Regions from separate parts of the Sus scrofa genome. Here region 1 is linked to region 2. The links are chromatin contacts, called in public HiChIP or PLAC-seq maps. All regions are on one chromosome and are shown on one strand. The core of a region is the stretch at or near the end of the contact, and the rest is flanking DNA. Distances in the headings are between cores, read along the strand shown.

What was found. HiChIP or PLAC-seq counts read pairs in DNA pulled down with a chosen protein or histone mark.
Region 1: an H3K27ac HiChIP or PLAC-seq map of alveolar macrophages shows a contact between it and region 2. The contact joins the enhancer-like site here to the promoter of PLXDC1 in region 2. A contact is called at or near these places in 2 of 5 promoter capture datasets (fetal liver and liver), 21 of 47 Hi-C or Micro-C datasets (adipose tissue, brain, embryonic fibroblasts and 12 more) and 2 of 2 datasets of contacts at active chromatin or transcription factors (alveolar macrophages and skeletal muscle).

The regions. Positions count from the first base shown.
Region 1 is chr12:23,147,425-23,154,828 of Sscrofa11.1, forward strand. No RefSeq gene overlaps it. Among named protein-coding and RNA genes, the nearest start is that of FBXO47, 31 kb to the right of the region's middle. Within about 2 kb of position 4,632, at least 16 of the 83 cell types and tissues checked have an H3K27ac peak or open chromatin away from gene starts, as enhancers often do. A contact at or near this core is called in alveolar macrophages, where this site is marked.
Region 2 is chr12:23,068,108-23,075,689 of Sscrofa11.1, forward strand. PLXDC1 (plexin domain-containing protein 1) reads left to right here and starts at 5,185. Exons shown (of 14, transcript XM_021067058.1): 1 at 5,185-5,458. The coding sequence starts at 5,383. TRNAC-GCA (a tRNA gene) reads left to right here and starts at 2,509; the gene lies at 2,509-2,580. It overlaps TRNAC-GCA (a tRNA gene), which reads left to right and starts at 3,185; the gene lies at 3,185-3,256.

The DNA of each region.
Region 1 (7,404 bases), core at 3,382-5,881, 79 kb after region 2:
GTGAAACGTTCCATATTTTTAGAATTGTGAGAGTGGGAATCACATATACATACTGCTGTAAAAAATAGATGATGAACAGAGTTTACCTTGTGGCTCAGCAGGTTAAGAACCCGACTCATATCCATGAGGATTCTGTACACCTGAAACTAAGATAATAAGTTCCATGAGGATTCTGTACACCTGAAACTAAGATAATAAGTTAACGCTACTCCAATTAAATTAAATTAAAAAAAAAAAAAAAGGCGCTCCTGCTGGGACACAATGGGATTGGCGGTGTCTTGGGAGCGCTGGATGTGGGTGAAGGATCTGGCGTTGCCCTGGGCTGTGGTGCAGGTCACAGACGTGGCTCGGATCTGCCGTTGCTGTGGTTGTGGCGTCGGCTGGCAGCTGTAGCTCCAATTCAACCCCTAGCCTGGGACCTTCCATATGCAGTGGGTACAGCCCTAAAAATAAAAAAATAAAAAAAAAGAAAGAAATTGACTGTCACCACCCCGGGATCAGATGGAATATTCAAAAGGTGTAAGATTCACTGTGTCTGGCTCAGAAGTCAGCAGAGCCTCCAGAAATAGCAGATCCAATCTCTCCTCCATCGATCTGCCTCACAACGGTGCCCTTAGTTTAGACCCCATTTCGAATTCATGGTTTTGCTGCTCTCAACAAACTCAGATGCAATGGGCCAGGTGCTTAAAGGGGACCATTTTGCCTTGACTCTTCTCCTGCAAGGAGCAGAAAGTAATTCCAGGACCAGGAGCTCCCTTCAAGGTCAAAAGGGCAGCCTGCCCCAGGGCCCATTCGCTGTCCTCTCCAGAGCTGTCAACACCCCTCTTTGTTCCTTGGGGCTCTTCTCCCCAAGCCCCATGCACTCACTCTCCCTTCTGCCTCCAGAGACAAAGGCCCTGATCTGTTTACTTCTGTCCCCTGTGATAATGATGGCCAGGACCAGGGCTCGTACTTACCAAGTGCAACCATGATCCAGGCACTGTTTTGTTTTTTGTTTTTTGTTTTCGTTGTTTTTTGCTTTTTAGAGCTGTACCCATGGCATATGGAGGTTCCCAGGCTAGGGGCCCAATCAGAGCTGCAGCTGCAAGCCTACACCACAGCCACAGCAACACAGGATCCGAGCCACATCTGCGACCTACGCCAAAGCTCACCACAATGCCAGATCCTTAACCTGCTGAGTGAGGCCAGGAATTGAATCCGTAACCTCATGGTTCCTAGTTGGATTGTTTCTGCTGGGCCACAAGAGGAACTCCCGTTATTTCTTCTTTCTGGAGGAGGACACTGAGGCTCCGAGCGTGAGGGAATTTGTTCAAGGTCACCAGCTAGGTCACTCAGGCAAGGCAACTAGAACTCGGCAAAAGTAACTAGAAGTCGGGAGTTCCCTTGCAGCACAGTAGGGTAAGGACCTGGTGTTGTCACATGAACCCTCTCGGGGGTGTTCCTCCTATTCTCTGGGCCTCACATTTTACAGGCTCTTACCTTGCTGTTTTCTCATCTGTAAGAGCCGAGTATATAAGAATGGCTCTCTTGTCCAATCCCCCAACAGATGGAAAGCTGAAGTCCCATAAAAGCCAAGAACCACACCCAAGACCACACAGGAACTGCGAGCTGAGGCTGCTGGTTCCCAAGCAGGAGTGGTGGGTAAGCGCGTGGGCTCTGAAGCCCCCCGGCCAGAGTTGGATCCTGGTGATGCCACATACCACCTCTGTGACCTCACAGAGTTACTCAGTGTCCCTGTTCACTTGAGTTAAATGGAAGCGATGAAAAGCATAGCACCTGCCTCCTCCGGCTTTGTGAAGATTAAACATTCCAGTGTCTGGAGCCAAGCGTAGCACTCAGCAAGGGCTCCAAAAGTCTTGGCTTCTTTTTTACTTGTTAGGTATGGAATGCAATGCAACCTATTATCCAGGGCAGTGAATGGATTTTCTGGTGCTTCCTGCTTTTTCTTTCTTTTTTTTTTTTTTTTTTTTTGTCTTTTTGTCTTTTTAGGGCCGCACCCACGGCACATGGAGGTTCCCAGGCCAGGGGTCTCATTGGAGCTGTAGCTGCCGGCCTACACCACAGCAATGCCAGATCTGAGCCTCGTCCGTGACCTACACCACAGCTCATGGCAACGCTGGGTCCTTAACCCACTGAACAAGGCCAGGGATCAAACCCTCAACCTCATGATTCCTAGTCCGATTTGTTTCCGCTGTGCCACGACGGAAACTCTGCTTCTCTTTTCTCTTTTCTTTTTGTTCCTGCTTTTTTAAAAATTAAATTATAGTTGATTTTCAATGTTGTGTTAATTTCTGCTATACGGTAAAATGACTCAGTTTTATGTTATATTCATTTCCATTATTGTTTATCACAGGATATTTCCTGCTGTCTTCCTACCAGACAGAGGTGCTTTGCTGGGCAACCTGCTCAGAAAGCATCCCTCTCAGAGTGCCTCCCACTTTCCCCAGGATGGGGACAGACACTGCCACACATCTTTGCAAACAGGCACTGAAACGCTTCATTCTTAGCTTTCTATATTTATCTTTAAAGCCCTAAGCTCATTTTCATGTCCTTTAAGGGAAAAAAAGGAATAGGAGAAAGGAATTGTGCAGAAATCAAACCCTGGAAATGTCTCTCTGTGATTAATTTTTGTTTGTTTGTTAGCCTTCATTTATTTCCCTCAGGATAATGCCTTCAAGGGTCATCCACGCTGTAGCACGTGTCAGAATTGTACTTTTCAAACTTATCTCCCTCTAGACCCCATCAGAACCATTGCTGTTCTAGCCAGGCTGAGCTGTTGTCACCCAAAATGCCGTCCACACATCTGCCTATGATCCATTGCTCATCCTATTCCTTCCTTCTGGAATGTTCTTCCTTTGTTCTCACTAACTCAAGCCATGCTCATGCTTGGAGCTCAGCTCAACCCTAACTGCCTCCAAGGAGCCTTCCTAAATAAAACCTTTATCCCCAGAGGGGGCTTTCTCTCTCCCGGGGGTCTCTCAGCACTTACAATCTGCATCCAGCAAGCTGGGCTCTCCTCTCTGTGTGCACCCTGCTTCCCAGGCTTCTTTTTTTTTTTTTTTTTTTTTTTTGCTTTTTAGCACCGCACCCAGGCTCTATGAAGGTTCCCAGACTAGGGGTTGAATCAGAGGTACACCTGCTGGCCTACACGACAGCTACAGCAACGCAGGATCCGAGCTGCTTCTGCAATCTACACCACTGCTCACAGCAACACTGGATCCTTAACCCACTGAGTAAGGCCAGGGATGGAACCCGCATCCTCATGGATACCAGTCAGATTTTTTTTTCACTGCGCCACAACGGGAACTCCTCATTTAAGTTTTTTTATCCACAAAAGTGTATTCTTGAAACAATTTTTTTCAATCCTCCTCATTTTTATCAAGGATCACCACAAAACGTTTGGGATGGAAATGCTGTAAAATTTGGTTGTGATGATTGTTGATACCTATAAATATAATAAAATTCATTAAGTAATTTTTAAAAAAAGGATAACCACAGTAAATTATAACCGTTTTTAAACAGACCAGATGAGGCACTGGGCTTACTATTCTATTTCTTTTTAAACCTAAATTAGATGAATTGTGGCAATTTCTTTTGAAAAACAGATTAAGCTAATAAAGCACCTACAGTGAGTTTAGAAAAGGTACTTTGCATATTTGTAGAAAAGATAAATGTAGAACAAGAGGCGTGCCTCTTAACCAGAAACTCTTTTCCTCACCTGAGAATCCCTCTCAGGGATATTCTGATGGGAGGAAAAAAGGTGAAAAGGCTTTAAGCCTTTTTCAAAGTCACATGAGGACAAGAAGAGGCCAAATGTGGCTCTCCTGAGGCTTGAGGGAGGCTGGGATGAACTCTCACGCCTGGCTGAAGAGGGAGCCTCTAATCAGGGAGACTTTAATCACCAGGCCCACAGAACAAGCCAAAAACCCAAATTTAGAATCCTCCTGGGAGTTCCCAGTGTGGCTCAGTGGTCCAAGAGGATGCGGGTTCTATCTCTGGCCTCGCTTAGGGGGTTAAGGATCCAGCGTTGCCATGAGCTGTGGTGTAGGTCACAGACGCAGCTCAGATCCTGCGTTGTTGTGGCTGTGGTGCAGGCCTGCAGCTGTAGCTCTGATTCAGCTCCTAGCCTGGGAACCTCCATATGCCTAAAAAAGCAAAAAAAAAAAAAAAAACCAAACAAACAAACAAAAAAGACTCCTCTCTCCCCCTTCTCTTGCTTCCTCTCCTTCCTTAGGGGAGACGGGAGGTGGTCAAAGTCCCTGGCAGCCCTAGAAGCAGGACAATGGGTCATTGGACTCGGAAGCATGTCCCACTCACACAGGTCCCCAGGGCTGGGTCTGCCAGTTTCTGGTTATTTGGGAAAAAAGGGCAAATTAACTTTTAGTTCTGGGCACCCAAATATGACTCATCTCGCTGCCTAAAGGACACGCGATGAGGAAACGCAGAGCAAGGGCCAGGGGCATTTCTGGAACAAACTCCTTCCTGGCCAGCCCATCTTCGTAAGCCAGATTCTCCATTTCTGGGTAAAAGCACTTTCTGCAGTAGAAACATCCCAGCTGGGTGGGAGGCAAGGACGGGTTCCTGACCCCCCACGTGGATCAGAATCAAGCATGGAAAGGCTCCAGAGGAATTTCCCCTTTCCTTTGTTTATGACGATTTACAGTCCCTTGGAGGAAGTCATTGGGCCTCTGAGGTCTCCGAGAAGCAGAAAAGCTCCCACGAGCCTTCGCCTTCTCTCGGGTTTCCCCCAGTCCTTCCCCTGGAAGCTGACGAATAAAGAAACGTCCACCGCGGTGGTTTCTGTTGTTTCCACCTGAGTTGCTTCTTTTCAGGCGACTCTGTTGTTGTGACAACCGGCAATTACAAGAACCTGCATGCGTACAGCTCTCTCCCAGCGCTCGCCTTGCCCCACCTCTAATAAAACAAAGGTCCTCACCCGTTTGGCAAACGCAGGGCTCCCTCTCCCGCCTCCACCCTCACTCCTGATAAAAGGTTGCCCCTTCAGGGCTTTTCACCTTTCAAAACATTTCCACTGTTCAGGTCTCCTGCCACTGGGGCTATTGGGACGGCCTGCTGCTGTCCCTTCCCCAACTCCCAGGCCACCGCCCCCCTCCCCAAGCAAGATACCCAGCCCAGTACGAGTATAACCATATGTTATATTGATGGGTCTTGGATTTCAAAATACTTTCTCAGGAGTTCCCGCCACAGCTGTAATGAACCCGAAGAGAATCCACAAGGACACGGGTTTGATCCCTGGCCTCATTCATTGGGTAAAGGATCCAGCAGTGCCATGAGCTGTGGTGCAGGTCGCAGACTCGGCTCAGATCCTGTGTTGCTGGGGCTGTGGCATAAGTCAGCAACTACAGCTCCGATTCAACCCCTAGCCTGGGAACTATCTCAGGTGCGGCCCTAAAAAGGCAAACAAAACAAAACAAAACAAAAACAAACCAAAAAAAACCACCCTTTCTCAATATGGTATCTCGTCTGAGCATCATAGCTCTCCTTTGAGATTGGCAGGGTGGAAACCTGCATCTCATACTGATGAGAAAGGAAAGTGGAAGTTCAGTGGGCTAAGGATCTGGCATTGTCACTGCTGTCGCGTGGGTTTGATCCCCAGCTGGGGAACTTCTGCATGCTGCAGAACATGCCTAACTAGATGCTTAGCACTTTATATGCCTTATTTTTTAAAATGCATTTTATTGGAGGATAGGTGACTTACAATATTGTGTGAGTGCAGCGTAGTGAATCAGCCACAATATACATATACCTCCATTCTTTTTCAGATTCTTTCCCCATATAGGCTTTCACAGAGTACTGAAGCGATTTCCCTGAGCTATCTAGTAAGTCCTTATTACTGATCTATTTTGTATATAGCAGTGTGTGTGTCAGTCCCAGCCTCCCAATCCATCCCTCCCACCCACATTTCCCCTTTGGTAACCACAAATTTCATTTCAAAATCTTTGAGTCTGTTTGTTTTGGGAATAAGTTCTTTCGTATCAATTTTATTAGATTCCACACATGCGTGATATCGTAATGGTATTTGTCTTTCGCTTTCTGACTTACTTCACTTACCATGATAATCTCTAGGTCCATCCACGTTGCTGCACATGGCATTGTTATTATTATTATTTGCTTTTTAGGGCTATGCCTGCAGCATATGGAAGTTCCCAGGCCAGGGGTCGAATCAGACTTACAGGTGCCAGCCTACACCACGGCCACAGCAATGTGGGATCCTTAACCCACTGATCAAGGCCAGGGATGGAAACTGCATCTTCATGGATGCTAGTCAGATTCATTTCCACTTCACCACAATGGGAACTCCCTATATTTTTTTTATTTTTTATTTTTTTGTCTTTTTGCCTTTTCTAGGGCCGCTCCCACGGCATGTGGAGGTTCTCAGGCTAGAGGTTGAATTGGAGATGTAGCCGCCAGCCTACACCAGAGCCATAGCACCTTGGGATCCGAGCCGCATCTGCAACCTACACCACAGCTCACTGCAATGCCGGATCCCCAACCCACTGAGCAAGGCCAGGGATCGAACCTGCAATCTCATGGTTCCTAGTCGGATTCATTAACCACTGCACCACAACAGGAACTCCCCTATTTTATTTTTTATGGTTGAATAATATTCCATTGTATATATGTACCCCATCTTCTTTTTTTTTTTTTTTTTTCTTTTTGGTTGCACCCACAGCATGTGGAAATTCCTGGGCCAGGGACTGAACCTGTGCCACAGTTGCAACCTGTGCCACAGCTGCAGCAATGCCAGATCCTTAGCCCCCTGCTCCACACAGGAACTTCCTACCACATCTTCTTTATCTAATCCTCTGTTGATGGACATTTTGGTGGTTTCCATGTCTTGTGTGCCTTCCCTTATTTAATCTTTACATCATCTCCACAATTTCATTGTCATTCTGTTTTACAAATGAGGAAGCTGAAGCTTAAAGGAGTTAAGTATATATAGCTATTGGAGTTCCATATGCCATGGATGTGGCCCTAAAAAAGTACATAGCATTTTCTTTTTTCTTTTTGTCTTTTTAGGGCCACACCAGCGGCATATGGTGGTTCCCAGGCTAGGGGTAGAATCAGAGTTGCAGCTGCTGGCCTACGCCATAGCCACAGCAATGCAGGATCGGAGCCGCATCTGCAACCTACACTGCAGCTCATGACAAGGCCCGATCCTTAACCCACTGAGCGAGTCCAAGGATCAAACCTGCAATCCTCATGGATACTAGTCAGATTTGTTTCTGCTGAGCCATGACAGGAACTCCAATACACAGCTTTTAAAAAGGAAAAGTTAAAACTAAATGTATTATGATGGAAAAATGTCCACTAGTTGTTTTTGAACAATAATGGATCCATTATCAGAAAAATAAAACATGCCTATAACATTTATTTTATGTA
Region 2 (7,582 bases), core at 3,935-6,434:
ATGAAGTTGCTACGTCACAGTCACACAGAAAGAACCATGAATCAGGCCTCTACCCCCTCCAATGGAATCGCTGCAGGCTAGGGGCGTGGATGCCCAGTTGAAAAAGGGGAGACTTCAGGCAGGTCAGCCCCAGGAACCACACATTACTGGTGGTGTCCTTACCAACTCCTGGGTCAGGAGGACCCTCCCCTCCCACAACTCACAGTCAGTTCAATTCAATCAGCACTGCCTACGTGACTCCCATGTGCCATGTCCTGTGCCAACGGATACAGGCATGACCAAGGCTCCACACTTGCTCTTGGAAAAGAGATGGGAGAACTTGCTTATGGAACCTCTTCCCAGGCCTTTGAAGCCATCCATCCTGGCGCTGACCCAGTGATGGAACAGGTGGAAAGGGGGCATTGGAGTCTGGCCCAAAGATATTGCTATGGCGGGGCTCCAGGCCTCTTCCTCAAGGAAGCCCTCCCTGACTGCCAGACGGCCAGAGGCCTCTGTACATCTTCCTAACCTTTATCACAGTGTGTAGTTATAGAATTATGCACTTGATCATTTGTTCTTTTTTTTTTTTTTTTTTTTTTTCCTGCTGCTGCAACCCAAGGTATGTGGAATTTCCTGGGCCAGGGATCGAACCCCTGCCACAACTGTAACCAGAGCCACAGCAGTGACAACTCCAGATCCTTAACCCACTGAGCCCCAAGAGAACTCCCTGATCATTTGTTTAAAATCTGTCTCCTCTGCTAGACTGTAAGCCCTAGAGGGCGTGTCTGTTTTTCCACCAGTTAAGTCCTAGCACAGTGCCTGATACATAGTAGGTACATGGTCCGTTTGTATGTAACTGAACATAAATTTGGATCTAAACTTGCTCATCCCCTCAGTCAGCTCCAGGAAGGGGCTGGGGGCTGGGAAGTCATCATTCTCATGGGATATGCTGATCCTTGCCCTGTTCCCCTCCCTGTTCCCCCCCGCCCTGCCCCGCAGGCTGTGGGCTGGGCTCCTGTAGATACAATCTTGGACCACTGCCAACTGATGTCCCAGCCTCAGGCCAACCAGAAACGAGGATTTTGTATGGACTATGTGGGTGCAAAACCCAAGGGACTCTTTATTGCTTTGCTGTGATTCTCTGGGGAGACCAGGGGCCGCTATGGACAGGGAGATACAATGATTCACAACCTCCCACTGGGGAGCTAGACTGAGCACCCTGAATTGCTGCAGACAGCACAGCAGAAAAAGCTGCTCCAGGGAAGCAGGTATCCTTGGAGACCCCAGGGAGGCTGCTGGATGTCGGGGGATTAAGAAGTGGAGCTCCCGCCCCTTAGCCCTCAACTAAGAGTAATGGAGGAGGAATAGAGGGCAGGGTAAGAGACCCCTGAACTGTTGTTTATTTCCTAGAACCCTACCCCTCCTCATCCCCTCACCCCCATCCCAGCTTTCTGCTCCTTCAGCCATCTTGGTCTCTTACCCTTTGGGCAAAGGAGATTCCAGAAAGGTGAAGGGGTGGGCTCAGGGGAAAGAGGGCAGAGCCAAAAGGCGGGAGGGCGAGAGGGTAGAGAACAGGCCGTCCCAGGGAGACAGACCCTCACACTGAGAGAGTTCCACTCCTTCCTCACCCTTCCCTTCCCTCTGAGTCGCTGCCTCTGACCACAGCTTTTAAGCTTTAAGCCACCCCTTCCCTCCCAGTGTCCTTCCAGTCTGAGGCCTGCTCCCCCTACATGTCCCAGATTCCTACAGCGCCCGCTTCGCTTCTCTTTTTGTAAAGATTTTGTTTTCACACTGTATTAGGGTTTAAAAAGGTTTTTTTAATTATAGTTGATTTACAATGTTCTGTCCATTGCTGCTGTATTAGGATTTTTATGAAGGTGGAATAAATGCCATTGAAAATTGTTTACCTCTTATTTCTGCTTGCTCCTTCTGCCTGTGCAGCAAACTGGCTTTTGGTTTTCACACCAAGCTCTCAGGCAGGAGGGATCCACTTTAGAAATGGACGGAGGCTGCCTCTAGGGTCTGCTTGGCTAGGGCACTGGCTCCTTGGCTCTGGGCTCTACAGCCCTCTGCCAGGTGAGTGACTCGGGACTTGACAGGACTCAGCGCTCTGGGCTCTGCCTGGGCCTAGGGGAAGGAGTGACTGATGCTAACTCATGGGGCGGGGGGCTTAGGGGTTGGAAGAGCCCAGGAGTCCTGTCTAGGTAGAGCTGGAAACAGCGTGGAAACCCATCTCCAGGGAGCAGCGGTGTTACCCCAGAAGACCCCAGAAAACCTGCGATGGGTCTCTTCCGTTCTCAAATCAGGTAGGGGACATCTCTGTGAGTCTGAACACAGATATACAGGGCTCAGGATTTCTTAACCTTGTGGTTTCCACGAGGCGTGATTGTGGAGGAAGAATTCAGGAATTCTAAACATTCCTGATCAGATTCTTTATTCTTTCCATTAGGTTTTCATCAAATGGAAACACAAGAAACATCATTCCTTATACCACAGAAACCTATCCTCAGCGCGTCGAGGTTGCGCGGAGGGGGTATAGCTCAGTGGTAGAGCATTTGACTGCAGATCAAGAGGTCCCCGGTTCAAATCCGGGTGCCCCCTTGGCGATCGAGACTTTTCCCGTTTTCTTAGCCCTGCAGTGCAGCTGCTGAAGTTCCCTTACAGGCGAAGAGGGGAAGGGGTTCTCCCGCACTGTTGCTGTCTTTTGCAGGCGGTTGATGGTGGAGTCCCAGGTCTTGCCAGAACACGCCCTCAGCCTCCCAAGGGATTGTTCGAAGGCCCACTTTGGTAGCGCAGAGGCGGGAACATTCGCAGATCGGCCTGCCTCGGAACCTCGACTGCTGTTGGGAGGAAGGGAGGCCGAGTTTCTAAGAGCTGGAGAGTTCTGCGTGAGCGTGTCGGAAGGAGAGATGGGCGCCGAGAGAAACGCTAAGGGGGTCTAGCAGGGCAGGGGAGGGGGACCGGGGCCCATAGGAACGCCCCTGAGGAGAAGAATCTCGAGAGACTTACCCTCCCACTTCCCCAAACTGCATTTTTCTTACATCATTAGAATCCTTTAGTTCAGAGCTTCAGAGAACAAATTGCATCCAGATGAATAATACCTCCAGATTTGTATCTTTTCCATCTTCAGTTTTGTTCTTGAACACGTCACAGCGCCTACGTCGCAGTAGCACTAAGGAGTTATCCGCGCGCTTTGGCCAGCAGAGGGGGTATAGCTCAGTGGTAGAGCATTTGACTGCAGATCAAGAGGTCCCCGGTTCAAATCCGGGTGCCCCCTGGCGCGATACTTTTCTGCCCAGCAAATCCCGATTCTCCAACAATAATGTTCGTTGAAGCTTTTCCTTTTCCTTTTCCTTCCACAGTTTTCGTTGGCATTTCCTTCGCCACCTCTATTTGGGGCAGATGAGGATTGAGAGTGCAAAACATGGAAATTCTAGAGCAGTGGCTCTCAAAATGTGGTACTGGGAACAGCACCACCAACTGGGAACCTGTTAGAAACGCGGATTCTCGGCCTCAGCTCAACTATTGAGCGTGGGGGTGGCGCCTAGAAACCTGTGTTTTAATAAGCCCTCCAGGTGATTCTGATGTACACTCAAGTTCTGGAAGTTTACACTTTTAAACATTTGATGCGTCATTTTCTCCTAATTATTTGCAAGCTGCTGTTTCAGACTGAGTCCTCATAAGAGACCTTTTAAAACAGACCGCGGGGCACCCGGTACGAAGAGATCAGTGCCGGAGCCGGAATTCCATCCTGGGACCTCTCACCTTGACCCCTAGGAGTAGGAGCGAAGATCTGTAAAACTGCCTGCCTGGCATCGGACCTCGTGGGCAGGGTCGGGGCAGGGCTGGAAAAGTGAGGAAAACCGCAAAACACGCGCGTTGCGGCTCGTCACGCGGCCACTAGAGGGCAGCAAGAAGCCACAGCTGGGGGCAGCAGCCTTTTTGAACCTGTGTCTGCAAAATCTCAATTTAAATTAGACAACAAGAAGAACTTACAGACAGACCTCGTGTTGTCCCATTGTGAATGCATAAGGGCTTAGGGCTGGAGGAGGTCGCTTCTGGGACCCTGGGTCCTGAGGAAGGAGGAACTGGCATTCTGAACTTTTAGGGAGTCTAGTTCTCGTTTCCTTCTCTGGTCCCCTCTTTGTCTCAATGCCAGGCAACCCGCCTCTTCCAGCCCACGCTGTTCCTCCTCCAGACCCCGGGCACACCCTTTTCCTGGGGGAATTCCCTCAATGGCGCTCACCTCTGCGTTGTCCAGTCCCTGGGCCCCAGCCTCATATATGTCAGGGTGCCCCCCTCACCGCTCACTCTCTCACCATCCAGCGCCTGAGTTCCATGCCATCGCCCGAAGTAGGTCGGGGAGCGAACAGGTACCTCCGTGTCCTGACCTGATTCCCTGCTGTCTATTAAATCTCCTAAGTTGTGGGTATTTTTATTCTGCTCTGGAAGGGAAAAAAAAAAAAAAAAGTGATCTATCCCTAGAGCCTGTTATAAGTGGTGGCAGTTGGAGTGAGACGTTTCCTTGCTCTGGGGCAGGCTTTGGAGAGTGACTGTGTTGGGCCGTAAGGAGGCCTGGGGTCCCTGAGAGGAGGGTGGCTTCGGTCCCCTTCTGGGTGTGGGGAGAAGTCCAGGTTATTTCAAAGTAGGGATGAGCCAGGCCCCGTCCATCCCCGTGTCTGCTGGCCTGGGGGACCAGAGGTTGCTGGCAGTGGGAGATGGGGGGTGGGGGTGGCGGATAAAGTGGAGAGGAGCCATGGGAGGGCGTGGACTCCAGGCCTCTGCAGCAAGGGGAGATTCCTGGGGCGGGGATGGGTATCTCCGAGGAACAGCCCAGAAAGTCGGGAAATCTGGTAGAGCTGGGTCGGGGGTGGATGATAGCAGCCCGTGGTCCGAGGAAGGGGCGCGCGGGTTCCTTCCTCGGATTTGGCCCCCTCCAACCTTTGCTTTGCCGCCCGCTCCCCGAGGAGTGGAGGAGGGGAAGGGAGGCAGGAGCTAAGGTGCAGTGTGGGGGCGACCGATGCTCTTTGCGGGGGGTTCTCCCAGCCCAGGGGGCTCCCGCCCGGTCCCCCTCCTCCTCCCTCCGCACCTCCCCACCCCCGCCTCGGGTGCAGCGGCAGGAGCTCTCGGGGCGCGCTGGGCAGAGCTGGGAGGACCCGGGGCGACCGGGCGAGCTCCGGAGGCGCCCCGCCCCCGCCCCGCCCCCTCCCGGGTCCCGGCCCCGCGAGGCTGCTGCGCCCGCTCTCCGCCCGCTGGCTGGCGCTCGGCGGCTCTCGCTGCTCGCGGGCCCCGCGATCCGCCGCCGCTCCGCCACCCACCCCTCCGCCTGCCAGCCCCGGGGACCGCGCTCCCTAGCCCGGGCCGGGGGCAGCTGCGGGCCGGGGGCGGGTCCTGGCCCCCACCATGCGGGCCGAGCTCTGGCTCCTCGTGCTGGTGTTCAGGGAGGCTGCCCGGGCGCTGAGCCCCCCGCCTGGAGCAGGTAGGACTGGCCGGAGTTGGCCCGGGTGGGCCAGGGGGTCGGGGGCGCTGGCAGGCAGGCAGGCGGGGGCATGGGCAAGACCGGGCAGGCTGGCGATGTCCGGGACGCGGGGGATAGTGTCTGCGGGAGGCGAAGAGCCCTGTGGACTGTGGCAGGTGGACAGGGACCCCACTTTCCTAAACACACGGGGTGTATGTATGAGTGAGGGTGGAGGCGCCAGACACTGATGCCCCGATCTCTCCTTCCCTCCTGGAGGGACCCCAGGAGCGGGGGAGCCATAAGGCAGTGAGTGGGCTCTGGCTCCAAAGGGGACAGCGGGAGAGTCCTAGGGACCCCCGGTCACACCGGGTGAGGCTGAATTCTGATGAGTTATGGAGTCTGGGGGTGCCTCCTGCCCCAGTTTTGCCTCCTTTTCCTCTTCCCTGCCCCCACTCGCCGGCTGACCCAGGCTGGGGGCTGGGTGGGAGCAGCCAGAGGGATGGAGGAGACCCAGCATCTCTCCTCCAACAAGGGCAGCAGGAGCCTAATGCCTTCCTCTCTCTGGTACTTGGAGAGCAGCCCTGGGCCCAGAAAGAAGCAAGTTGCTTCTTTCCCATCCCCTGGCCTCCAGGGTCCTCCTGTCACTCCTGCTTTGCTCTGCCCTGGTGGCTCTTGGCCTTTAGCTACCCTGGCTCTAACCTGGGGTTGAGGGTGAGCAATCCTATCTTGCACACTCCCTCTTCTCCACCGCAGTTCACTGCAATCATCGCTCCCACTTGGAAGTCCTTTCTGAGCTCTGCCTTGAATCTCTCCAGTTATAAAAGGAGAACTGTTTTTTTAACAAATAATTTTACATTCTCTTCTTTTCTCCTCATGCACCCAGACCTTCTTTGGGGCTGGGGAGGTGGGTTATTGGGGAGCCCCTTGGCATAGATATTCCTGGAATGGGATGCAGGAGGTGAAGGGCTTGGCAAGGGGGTTGCTGGGGTTGGGCTATTGTGTCTCGGGTGTGCTGGCATCAGACACAGTGTCAGTGACAGAGTGCTTAACTTTAAAAATCCCTGAAGGTAGTTGAGACACGCCTGGGTCCCTGTTGAGAGGGAGGGTGTGGGTAGAGGGCAGTGGAAGCTGATGAGGCTGCTGGTGCAGAGCCACCAGTTTTCAGAGACCACACAGAGAGTGGCCAGAGACTTGGCTTCTAGTCCCAGCATCTCACTTGCTGTGCGACCTTGAGCCAGTTACTTTCCTTCTCTGGGCCTATTTCCTCTCTTACAAAGTGAGACTGTGGGCAAAATCTTTGCCTCTGGGTGGTGGGATTATGAGAGATCCTTTCTCCTTTTTATGATTGGCTTTCCTTTTCAGAACTGTTACGATGTGTTTGGAGTAACTGAAAAAAAATTAAAATCGATATAGAAAGGAATGGGTGGGGTAGGTCAATTTTTGAGGTTCTTTGCAGCCCCAACCTGGTGGGAATCTTCTGAACTCAGAACGTGATCGGGTTGATGAGAGAGGGCTTTGACTCTGACTGAGTGGGGAGAACCATGGAGAGAGTCGGGGAAGAGGGTCTTGTGGGGGAACGGAGATATGCTGAGAGCAAGGGAACAAGGTATGCAGGCCTGGCTGAGGGCTGCCTGTTCAGAGCTGGGTTGGAAATAGCAGATACCTGGGGAGGCCAAAACGAGGGCGCAGGCAGACACTTGAATCCCATCTCTTAGCAGAGGACAGCCTGTTGTCTCGGTTTGGACAGAGATTCAGCCAGGAGAATTGGACTTTCTCTGTAGCAGCAGAGGTTGCTTAGACCTAAGGAAGCTCTAGGAAGCCAGAGGGGGCAGCTTTGACTCTCTGTGCAGTGCTTTTTTTTTTTTTTTTTTTTTTTTTTTTGCATTTTAGGGCTGAATCCACAGCATATGCAAGTTCCCAGGCCAGGAGTCAAATCTGAGCTACTGCTGCCAACCTACACCACAGCCACAGCCACAGCAACACTGGGTCCAAGCCACGTCTGTGACCTACATCACAGTTCACGGCAACATGGGATCTTTAACCCACTGAGCGAGGCTGGGGATCGAACCTATGTCCTCATGGATAGGAGTTGGGTTCGTTACCACTGAGCCACAATGGGAGCCCCTCTGTACAGTGCTTTTTTTT